4 separate regions of the Mus musculus genome follow, and regions 1, 2 and 3 are each linked to region 4. The links are chromatin contacts, called in public HiChIP or PLAC-seq and promoter capture Hi-C maps. All regions are on one chromosome and are shown on one strand. The core of a region is the stretch at or near the end of the contact, and the rest is flanking DNA. Distances in the headings are between cores, read along the strand shown.

What was found. Promoter capture Hi-C pulls out the DNA fragments that hold promoters and counts their contacts. HiChIP or PLAC-seq counts read pairs in DNA pulled down with a chosen protein or histone mark.
Region 1: a contact with region 4 is called in a promoter capture Hi-C map of embryonic stem cells. The contact joins the promoter of Cc2d1a here to the enhancer-like site in region 4. A contact is called at or near these places in 10 of 39 promoter capture datasets (the 3T3-L1 cell line, the C10 cell line, cranial neural crest and 4 more), 3 of 115 datasets of contacts at active chromatin or transcription factors (bone marrow-derived macrophages and embryonic stem cells) and 1 of 9 other capture datasets (embryonic stem cells).
Region 2: a contact with region 4 is called in a promoter capture Hi-C map of embryonic stem cells, with 3 times the contacts expected there. The contact joins the promoter of Ccdc130 here to the enhancer-like site in region 4. A contact is called at or near these places in 5 of 39 promoter capture datasets (the C10 cell line, cranial neural crest, embryonic stem cells and 1 more), 1 of 15 datasets of contacts at CTCF or cohesin (large pre-B cells), 10 of 484 Hi-C or Micro-C datasets (the NIH/3T3 cell line, cerebral cortex, embryonic stem cells and 4 more), 10 of 115 datasets of contacts at active chromatin or transcription factors (embryonic basal ganglia, embryonic forebrain, embryonic stem cells and 4 more) and 3 of 9 other capture datasets (adipose tissue, macrophages and pancreatic islet).
Region 3: an H3K4me3 HiChIP or PLAC-seq map of bone marrow-derived macrophages shows a contact between it and region 4, with 2.3 times the contacts expected there. The contact joins two enhancer-like sites. A contact is called at or near these places in 2 of 39 promoter capture datasets (the C10 cell line and embryonic stem cells), 1 of 484 Hi-C or Micro-C datasets (the G1E-ER4 cell line) and 11 of 115 datasets of contacts at active chromatin or transcription factors (bone marrow-derived macrophages, craniofacial prominence, embryonic stem cells and 4 more).

Annotation. Positions count from the first base shown.
Region 1 is chr8:84,146,599-84,149,298 of GRCm38.p6, reverse strand. Cc2d1a (coiled-coil and C2 domain containing 1A) reads left to right here and starts at 1,382. Exons shown (of 29, transcript NM_145970.2): 1 at 1,382-1,652. The coding sequence starts at 1,593. 4930432K21Rik (RIKEN cDNA 4930432K21 gene) reads right to left here and starts at 1,261. Exons shown (of 9, transcript NM_029045.2): 1 at 901-1,261; 2 at 414-461. The coding sequence starts at 441.
Region 2 is chr8:84,269,149-84,271,848 of GRCm38.p6, reverse strand. Ccdc130 (coiled-coil domain containing 130) reads left to right here and starts at 1,447. Exons shown (of 10, transcript NM_026350.3): 1 at 1,447-1,507.
Region 3 is chr8:84,202,232-84,204,931 of GRCm38.p6, reverse strand. No RefSeq gene overlaps it. Among named protein-coding and RNA genes, the nearest start is that of Mir23a, 4.9 kb to the left of the region's middle. Within about 2 kb of position 1,276, at least 381 of the 459 cell types and tissues checked have an H3K27ac peak or open chromatin away from gene starts, as enhancers often do.
Region 4 is chr8:84,564,310-84,567,009 of GRCm38.p6, reverse strand. It overlaps Cacna1a (calcium channel, voltage-dependent, P/Q type, alpha 1A subunit), which reads right to left. Exons shown (of 47, transcript NM_007578.3): 20 at 617-1,062. Among named protein-coding and RNA genes, the nearest start is that of Gm32854, 23 kb to the left of the region's middle. Within about 2 kb of position 1,304, at least 9 of the 459 cell types and tissues checked have an H3K27ac peak or open chromatin away from gene starts, as enhancers often do.

The DNA.
Region 1 (2,700 bases), core at 133-2,632, 420 kb after region 4:
TCCCAATTGAGAGTCCCTTTTCCCAAATGACTTGGGTCAAACTGACATAAAACTAGTCGGCCCACATGGCAAGAATCCCCTCCTCCATCTCAAAAACATCATAAAAAGTTTAAAAAGGTCACCTTGGGTCTGAGATGTAGTTTCATGGTAGAGTGTTTTATCATGCAGGAAGCTCCATGTTCCATTCCTAGTACCTCAAATAAATATTTTAAAAGCCGATTTGAGGCCAGGTTGTGGTGAATCATACTTTTAATCCCAGCACTCTGGAAGCAGAGGCAGGTTTGTCTCTGAGTTTGAGGCCTGATCTACAGAGTTAGTTCTAGGACAGACAGCCAGGGATATACATAAACTCTGCCTGGAAATAAATTAAAAATAAAAATAAAATAAAAAGCCAATTTGAATAAACCAAATACCTGAGTTCCGCTGTTTCTTCTTATTCATTTTATCTTTCCCTGAGAAATCTGAAAACAACAAACAAACTCTCCAGCTGTTGCCAGCACTGTATGTCCCCATCTGTACCCTGTCTCCCTCCTCCACTGGGCCCATCTGGCAGCCTGATGAGGGGAGTCAGCTGGTCTTCAGCAGGACACTGGGTGGGGCGACAGGTCATAGCCACCTTGGACCATGGCCAGGTAGCCATTCACACCCTTTCCCTGTGTGAAGGAACGATCTCGTCCTCTTCACGGTATCTGCTGGAGTCTCTGGGTTGGAGACAACTACGTTTCTCCCCCACCCACACCCAAAGCTTAATTATCTGGGACATGGGGTACTTGGAAGCTTCAGAGAGGTCTCTGGAGACCCACCAAAGTCACACAAGACTTTAGGAGGGCTACCCCGCGTCAGGAGTGGCTTCCGGCCAATGTCTTCAGACTGTGGGACCCATGGCAAGCCAGAACCAACCTGGGCCACAGCAGTAATGGAAGTTGCTCTGTCCTTAGTCGGGACGAGGTCAACCTGGATCTGATGGGGAATAGGTCGCCTAGGTCACTGGCGTAACGTTCTGAGAAAATACCCACATAGGCAGTCACGGGGACCGCGTGGCAAACTGGCGGTGGGAGACAGGAAGGCCTGAGGCCTGACACTGTGGACTCGGCTCCTGAAGACCTGCGCCACAGACGGGAGAGCAGGAGCATCCACACCCACACCCACACCCGCACCCACTCCACCACAAAGCCTAACAGAACGATGTGCGGCGGTGTGGAGCCACAGACGTCACACTGCCGCGCCCTCACACCTGCAGCTCTCTCTCTTTTTCCCGCCCGTGAGGCCACGCCCCACGCACGCGTAGTACCGACTACACACCTTACGCATGCTCCGCCTTCTCTCTGCCCTACTTTATGCTAGGCGCATGCGCCTCCACGCTCTGACTGCCGGGAATTGTAGTTTAACTAGAGAGCCCACGAATCCAGCCGCCGCGCTCCTGAAGGCCAAGGCGGAAGCTGGGCGGCCCAAACTCGAGAATCCCGGGGGGCCGGGCGCGGAGGAGGGACTCAGGGCTCAGGAACAGCGCGAGCTCTGAGACTCGACTTCGGTGAAGAGGCAAGGCAAGGCAAAGGTGCAGGGGCTGGTAGTCCGGGCTTCGAGCCTGGAAGATGCACAAGAGGAATGGACCCCAGGCACCCCCGGGCCGAGGTGCTGTCACTGCCCGCCAGGTGAGTGTGTGCCCCTCTACCCACCGAGGGGTACCTGCCCACCCTTCCTCAGAGTCTCTCTCCACCCTTCCTCACACTCGCGGGGAGTGCCCCACCCCCAGAAAAGCCTGATCCTCGCCACCAGGTGAACCCTGGTCTCCGCCCCGCCCCCGAGGTGAGGTGTATGGCCTACTGGGTTGGGCCATCCAGCTTCTAGCTTCACACCCCAGATTCAGGGAACACCTGTTGCTGCAGCACTTCCAACCGGGAAGGGAAAGCAATCAGACCGGCTTTTCAGGCCTTTGCATTAACTGGGTCAGGCCACACTCTACACCCATTGTACAGATGAGGACACTAAGGATAAGGGAGGCGCAGAGATCTATCTAGTCAAGGTCACAAGGATGAAGCACCTGGCCAGACAGAAATGTCAGTCCAGAGGTGTACAGGAAAACCTACAAGACTGTGGCCCAGAGCCATACTCCCAGATTCAGGGCCTGTGGGAGTTTGATTTGTCCCATCTTTGAACCAGGGATCCCAGGGCTCTGTGCTCAGGTTCCCCCTGACCTAGGTACATTTGACTGAATGTATTTGTAGTTTGGAGCCTCAGTTTTTCCACCTGTGGAATGGAAGCCTAGAAGAGTCCTTAAAGGGCAGTTATAAAGACTTACTGAGACTATTTATGGAAAAATGCTAGAACAGAGGGAGTGTGGCCGCTGGATTCTTGGGCTCTCTGTGACTAATGGCTTCACTCAATAGGTGAAGCCATGCATAACTGCTAAGATTTGGCCAATTTGGACCTATAGAAAGGGTAATTTCATGTAACTCATCATATTTTGTTGGTCACTAGCCAAAGCAGAAGGGCAGGTCTATAAAAAAGACCCAGTTCTTCAACTTTGCCCCCACTGTTGTCATAGTCATCGTGGCTTTTATTTATTTATTTTTCTCCTTGCCATGCTGGGATGGAACCCAGCTTTGCACATACTAGGGTTAGGGTTAGCACTTTAATGATGAGTGCACCTTCCAGTCCCACACTGGTGCGTTCTCTGCTGCTGGGGAGCCATGTGCATAA
Region 2 (2,700 bases), core at 198-2,697, 300 kb after region 4:
GGGCCTTCAAGAATCTTCCATGTTACTAACCTTTTATTTTTTAATAGACCTGGCAGAAATGAAGATATCTAGAGAGACTCGTCCCCACATCTCTCAATCTATCAGACCATAAAATAATGAACTCCAAAGAAATGGGAATTTCCCCAGGAATCTCATGGTGGGCAAAAGAAAGGGCGCCAGCCAGAGGGGGAAGAGAAAGTCTTCTGGAAAGAGATTTCACCCAGTTCTAGGTTTTGCAGACCAACTTACAGGATGAGACTGAAGCCCAGACAATGGTGGGTCAATGGTGGGCGGGACCACACCTTGACCAAGACTGCTTAGATGTGAGATCCTTGTACCTTTAAACCATGATCTCACACCAGAACTTAAGAGTGTCCCTTCCCCGAATCGCTTTCTAAAGTGCCACCATTGAATAAACCTCTTTTTTTCTGCTTTCTACTTTTTTGGTGGGGGTGGGGGGGCAGATTTTTTTCGAGTCAGGGTTTCTCTCTGTAGCCCTGGCTGTCCTGGAACTCACTCTGTAGATTCAGAGATCCACCTGCCTCTGCCTCTCTAGTGCTGCGATTAAAGGCGTGTGCCACCGTCCCCCGGCTTTGCTTTGTACTTTTTGTTTTGGGTTTTTGTTTTGTTTTGTTTTTTGAGACAGGGTTTCTCTGTATAGCCCTGACTGTCCTGGAACTCACTTTGTAGATCAGGCTGGCCTCGAACTCAGAAATCCACCTGCCTCTGCCTCCCAAGTGCTGGGATTAAAGGCGTGAGCCACCACGTCCGGCATTGCTTTGTACTTTTAAGATTTATTTACCTGAACAGGTGTTTTGGCTGCATATATGTATGCACCACATACTTGCCCAGAGACCTACAAATATCCCTCTGACTCTACTTCCCTCAGTCGTGGCACACTAGCACTCACCCACACACATACATATGTATTTTTTTGAGACAGTGTACTCCTGACAGGCCTTTGATTATGTAGACTACCTGCCTCTGCCTCCAGAGTGTTGGGATTAAAGGTGTTGGCCACCACGTCTGGTCATAAACATAATTTTTTAAAATCCATAAATAAATAGCCTGGGCTGTATTGGTAATCCCACTACTTGGATATCACAAGGCGAGTCAGAAATTCAGAGTCATCTTCAGCAATATAATGAGATGCAGGGTCAAACTGGGATACAAGAAAACCGGTCTCAAACGTCAGTCAAATCAAAGCTTAAAAATGACGAATCAGCTCCTTCGAAAACGCAACCGCCAGGGAGGGCTGGGCGGTGCCAAAGTAGATCTTCCGGGAGGAAGCCATCTCCAATTGGACCACTCCCGGTGGGCGGGGCTTCTAACGGCTAGACAGGCCTGAATTGGTCAGTCTGCAATAGCCTCAGCCAATCAAGATGACGAAAGTGCCTCGCTCCAGCTTGCGCAGGCGCTTTTGGGCCGCAGAGGCGGGCGCTCTGCGGGTTCCTGGCTCCGGGTGTGCTTCCGGGCTGGTGGAGGCGTGACGTCAGGGAGAGGGCAGGTAGGTACGGGGTGAGGACCGGTCCGCGACGGCAACGGGGGTGGCAGGTCCTCAATCCCACCACTGCGTCCTGGCACGGGAGATGCTGTATCTGCGGACGCGAGCGGGTTCCCAGGGCCCAGCCTCCGTTTTAGGCCAATGGCACCTCTAGGCGTCTTCATGCTGAAGATGAGCCCTCCTAGCCTGAATTGAAACATAGTGCTTGGGAACAGTAGCTTGGGGGCCGGCAAGGTGGCTTAGCTGGTAGTGGCGCTTGTGGCCAAACCTGACAACATGAGAGTTCGACCCCTGAGCATGTTGAAAGAATCGATTCTTGTAGGCTGTTCTCTGATCTACATTCTCACTTCGTTGCACACTCTGCCAACACACGCAGAACAAATAAATGTAATTTGTAAGGGGCTGGCGAGGTGGCTCCGCGGTTAAGAACTTGACCTGCTCTCTAGCAGAGGACCAGGGTTCAGTTCCCAGAGCTCACAGCTGCCTGTATCTCCAGAGAATCCAACCCTCTACCCTTTCCGGTCACCTGAACTCACTTCTGCACACACATACACATAACAAAAATATTTTTTATAGTTGTTAGTAAGTAGGAGAAATTTGAAATTGTCACTTTTCTTTGTCCCATGCCTGTTCTTCTCAATACTTAACACCTGTCATGACTCCCAAAGGCAGTCTCAGCGGCTGAATCCTTTAGAAAACTTTTTTTTTTCCCCAAATGGAGAAACTGGGATCCAGGTAGCCCCTGGCCCAGAGTCAGGCAGCTAGGAAGCAGCAGAGAGGAGATTGATGCCCAAGCTGTGGTCTGCTGTGGCATTTGAGGTCAGGAATGACCCTTGGCACAGAAGAGCCCCTGTGCATCCACCTGAGCAGACTGGGTGTAATCTGGCTGTGATACTACCTGTGGTGATTAGCCATTTAAGACTTCAGAAGCTGAGGCTGGAAGATCTGGAGTACTAGGCCAGCCGGGATTACACAGAAAGGCATGTCTCCAAAACAAACATGTTCAACATTGTAAAGCAGACCCCAAGCACATAGCACTTCAAGCTGGGTGTCCACACTACCAGCCCATACACTTTTTCATTATAGCAAACCCCAGAGTCACTCCCGCTCCCATTTCCCTCTGTTTTTAATTTTTGTTTGTTTTGATTTTGCTTTTTGAGACAGGGTCTTCCTGTCTGGTTCTGGCTAGCTTGGAA
Region 3 (2,700 bases), core at 27-2,526, 360 kb after region 4:
GAGACTCTAAAAAAGATAAGTTTAGGGCTAGAGAGATGGCTCAGCGGGTAAGAGCACTGACTGCCCTTCCGAAGGTCCTGAGTTCAAATCCTAGCCACCACATGGTAGCTCACAACCATCCGTAATGAGATCTAACACCCTCTTCTGGAGTGTCTAAAGACAGCTACAGCGTACTTACATATAATAATAAATCTTAAAAAAAAAAAAAGAAAACAAGTTCAGGGCTGGAAAGATGACTCAATAGTTTAGACTGCATATTGCTTTCTGAGAACCTGAATTTGGTTTCCCGGCTCACATGTGGCGCCCTCTTCTGGACCCTTTAGGCACCTACACATACATGCACATACCCAACACATACACAAAAGTAAAAAAATAAGTCTTAAAAAAAAAGAAAATCTCTACTTCCCAATAATTGGAAGAGTTCCTGGGTGACATCAAGGACAGAAGCATTCAGTCATATCAGGCAGTGACAGGCAGGACAGTGGATTTAACGTCTAGATCTGGCATCACCGATGTCTGAGGAATGAGGAATAAGGATTGAGATATTCTGATGTGTCTTCCCCAGTACGCGTGCTTACACACACACACACACACACACACACACAGTCTCCAGCCCCAATCCACCTCTGTCTCTTTGGGTTCTGGGGGCAGCCCAGGTCCACAGGCTGACCAGCCTCCCCAATCACCTCCGGAAGTGAGACAGCATATTCGTCCCAGGGACCAGAACGGGAAGGGCGGCCATTTGGCCAGGCTGGTTTCCTGTGGGGTTTCCCCTACAAAGAGCCCAAGGCTGCAGCCAAGGCCACTCCCATCCTCACACACACCAGAGGTCTGTGTCTGGCGTGGAGGGGGCATTACCACGCAGGTGTCCAGGAGCTGGGACACCCTGTACTGACTCTTAGTCTCACAGGGAGACTCAAAGGGACAGAAGTCCTGGAGCTGGAGGGCTTGAGAAACAGGGCGGGGGGCCTTGGGCTGTGGTATCCCAGTCAGTTAAATTAGCACACACAGCCTTCAAGCCCTCGGCATCCCTGGAGGACCCACAGTGAACCCCAAGAAAGAACCAGGGCAGAGGCCCTCCGGTCGTCCCCAACCCTGATCCTCAAATACTTTCCACTCTCGCGAAGCAGCGAGGATCGGAAAATACCAAGGGCTGCAGTCTCCGCCCAGCTCCGCCCCCGCCCCAGCCACCAGCGCTCGCTAATGGCCCACTCTTCCCAGGAGCTGGGCGGCTGGGTTGGGGCCAACCCGACCTGCGGCACAGATGCCTGCCCTCCACGTCCGTCCCCACGCAGGAACCAGACAACCCGCCCGGGTTGGGGGGCAGGGCATAGGCAAGTGGGTGGGCCTAGTGCCTAGCCGCGAGTGGAGGGGGCGCAGGAAGGGGTGAGGGAGGGCTGAATCACTTGGTATAAATAGGCAAAGACGACAGCCACGTCCCACCCTCGCTGCCCGCCAGCCACACAGTCCAACAACCAGATCCCCCACTCTATTCCTTAACATTCTGTTTGCGGTGCTGGGTTCCCCTCAAGCCAATCAGTGCTCCCAGGGTGAAGTTCATCCCAGGTCCTGGCCTGGCCTGGGACTGGAGATAGGAGCGCTGACCTCCATCACCCACTGTCTTCTGGAAGGCTTGGCTCACTCCCTTAACTCCGCAAAACTTCCAGGAACCAGCCAGGCATTGTGAGGCGTCTCTGTCAGTCTACCATTCAGGAGGCTGAGCCAGGAGGACTGCCATGTGTTCAAGACCGCGGTAGGCTATGAAATGAGACTGTGTCTCGACCCCCAAAGTTGACTGTGGGTAGAGAGTGCTTGGCTATTTTGCTGGAAGCATGGAGTCAGCAGGTCCCATCTTAAAGCAGAAACCCTTCATCATGGTGCACACAAGTAAGCCTAGCATTCAGGAGGTGGAGGCCTAAGGACCAGTTCAAGGACATCCTGGACTACTTATCCAGTTCCAGGCCAGCATGGACTACATTACATTAGATCATGCCTCAAAAACTTTTATTAATAGATCGATAATTATTATTATTCCCAGGCCCAAAGCTTAGGGTTCCAGAGCCCCAAATGTACACAGGAGACAAAAGGGAGGTATCACCGGGCATCCCAGATTTGCTCCCCCGAGTCCCTCAAGGCCCATGTGCCCATCCTGCCACCCAGCCCTGCTCTGCCCAGGGCCACAGCTCAGTAGCCACACCCAGGGTGGCGCCAGTTCTAGCTCCAGCAGCCTGAGGCAAGGCGCCGCTCGAGTGTGACTCAGCCATGCCCGGCATGATGCTGTCCTTCCCTACCCAAGAATTCTCACGCCCACGCCACCACCCTCAATCCTTCCCCATGGCCAGCTAGGAAGACACACCTCCATGTCCACTGAGGACATTCAACACAGGATATGAGGAGACCTCAGCACCCTATGGGAGACTAGAGAGTGTGCTCTGTTCCACTGCATCTCCAAAAGTTCCCATTCACAGATGGAAAAACTGAGGCGGCAGAGACAATCCCAGGAATGTCTACACTCTCTCCATAAAGACAAGGCCGCCTGAGCTGGAGTTGGTGGCCCATGCCCATAACCCTAGCACTTGAGAGTTGCAGGAAAGAGAATGCGGAGCTCAAGTCCGCCGTTAGTTTCATGGCAAGTTTGAGGCTAGCCCAGACTACAAGAAACCCTGTCTCTGTCAACTAAACAGGAGACAAAGATGTAGC
Region 4 (2,700 bases), core at 55-2,554:
GCTCCCTACAGGAATCTGTGCCATCTTGTTTTGAGGGGCCAGAGCCCCAGGTGATAGATAAGCGAGGTGGATCCGAACGGGCCACACTGGTGTGTGAGACTTCTGACTGCCAAGATTGAAGAGGTGCATGCAAACCTTCTGAAGTGTGTGCTGCAGTGATAACACCAGAAAACACAAACCTTCGGGATGGACAGACATCAGCGTTGTGTTTAACAACAGAGATGGGGTCTAGGCTGGCCTTAAATTCAGCATTTAGTTAAGGGTGGCCTTAAACTCGTGAACTTTCTGCTTCCGCCCACCTTAACTGAAGGTTGTCTGTGGTGCTGGAGTGTGTGCTAGGCAAATACTCTACCAGTTGAGCCAGACCCCACCCCTCCCACTCTTATTGAGCCACTGGACCGTTTACAGAAGATTCTTCGAGCTGTGTGGCATGTCTTGGACAGCAATGGTGGACCTAACCCTTCAAGCTGTCCCCAGACCCCCAGTTCCCATTTGTGGATTCCTCTCTCCACTGTGGCAGTTGGGCTCTGTGGAGGGAAGGCAGGGTGCAGAGAGCAGCCAGTGAGCACACACTACGGAGGAAAAGGTCCAGGCACGCCCTGGCGGGGCTCCTCACCTTGGACCACGGTGTGGTTGAGGGGCGGGCAGGCTGGGGGGATCTCCACCGCCATGTGCTCGGGTTTCCTGGCAGTCTTCGCTGAGTTGGGCTGGGTGCTGCTGGGGTTGGTGACGATAAGGCTGTTCTCGGGAGTCTTGGGGGGGCCGGGGTTGGACGGGTTGCCCGGATTGTTGGGCGTCCTGCGGCTGGCAGCGTTCTGGGGATTGGTGGCCAAGGCGGGACCAGGGTTGGTGCTGTTCCCGATTTTGGCGGGGCTGGGGGGAAGGCCGCTGTGGCCCAGGCTGTCGTGGGGACTGGCAGGTTCCCCGGTGGCCAGCTTGTTATTCTTCATGTTGTCAAGATCCTCAGCCAGCGGCAGGTCCTGGCGGCCCAGGTCCTGCTGGATTGGCCTGGTGGTGGACAAGTTGGGACCAGACACGGGGACCCCAGAGCCCTGGTTCTCTCTAAAGAGGGTCAAAGTGGAAGAATGTTAGGATTAGCAGGGCGGCTGCGACCTACCCAGCGCCACAGCACAGTGCAGGAACGGTATGTGGCAATACCCAGTTCTATTACCCACAAGGCTCCAAGCTTTGCCCACCCTGAAAAGAAAGGAAAATAACTATTTCCTGATTGTACACTTCACAGAGAGCTGCTCTTCTCCAGGCTGCCCAAGCAGCTATGAGCTCTTGAGATGAAAGGGAACACACTCCATGAACTCTTTGTAGTGCTGGGGAGGACCCAGGGCTCACTTACTCTGTGGGAGAATTCTAACACTGAGTCACACCCACTCCCCGCACTAAGGATTCTAGCTCACACCCCTGGTACTACTGGTTTTTTGTTGTTGTTGGCCCAACGTGCAGAGCCAATCATAAATTTTCAGTTTATCTCTCTCTCTCTCTCTCTCTCTCTCTCTCTCTCTCTCTCTCTCTCTCTCTCTCTCTCTCTCTCTTCCTCTCTCTCCATCAGTCATCTATCTAAAAATTATCTATCAATTATCTATCCATCTACCTATCAACCATCTATCTACCCACCAATCATCTATCGATTATTTATCTATCTATCCATCAGTCATCTAAATATCAATCAATAAACCAATCACCAATCAATCTATCACCTATCCATCAATCATCTATCAATCATCTATCTATCTATCTATCTATCTATCTATCTATCTATCTATCTATCTATCCATCTATTCATCAATCACCTATCATCCATCTATCAATCTATCTATCTTCAATCATCTACCTATCTAATCTATCATCTATCTATCCATCAATCATCTATCTACCTGTCTGTCTTTCTGTATATCATCTATCTATTTAGTTTCTCTGTGTAGTCCTGACTATCCTGGAACTTGCTTTGTACACCAGGATAGCTTCTAACCCAGAGATCTGCCTGCCTTTGCCTCATAAAAGTTAGGACCAAAGTCCTGCACTGCCACCACCTGGCTTGGTTTTGTTTGTTTGTTTGCTTTTTTTTTTTTTGAGACAGAGTCTTACAATATAGCTCTGACTAGCTATAGAACTGTCCTAGAACTCATTATGTAGACCAGGCTAGCCTCAGACTCACAGAGCTCCAACTGCCTCTGCCTTCCAAGTGCTGGGATCAAAGGTGTGTGCCACCATACCCAGTTCAAGTTCCAGTTAACTTTAATCCTTAAGTGTCTTCAAGGAAGATTCAAAAGTTGGGCCCTGTCCCACCATGCCTAGGAGAGGCAGCTGGCTGTGGCCCCACTTTCAGCTTCCATGATTTCTCCCTTGGGGTATACTCTGCTGAGACCAGGAGACTATCCTAGACCATCTGGAGGCAATCATTAGAGTAGCCCCCTTCACTGAACACTTTCCGCACCCTGAAGACTTCCTGCATTAACACAGCACCAGATGGATAAAAGGATCAGCTCCATTCAACAGAGCAGGAAACTGAGGCAGAGAGGAGAGGACATTTGTCTTACATGAACCAGCTTGGATGGGACTGATCTGGAATCTGGTCCTATCTAGAAACCTTTAACTTCAGCATCACTCAGCAAAGGAAACAAGCAGTGAACAATTTGGGGTGCATGGAGTGGAGGTGTTGAGGACTGTGTGAGGGGCCACACAAGC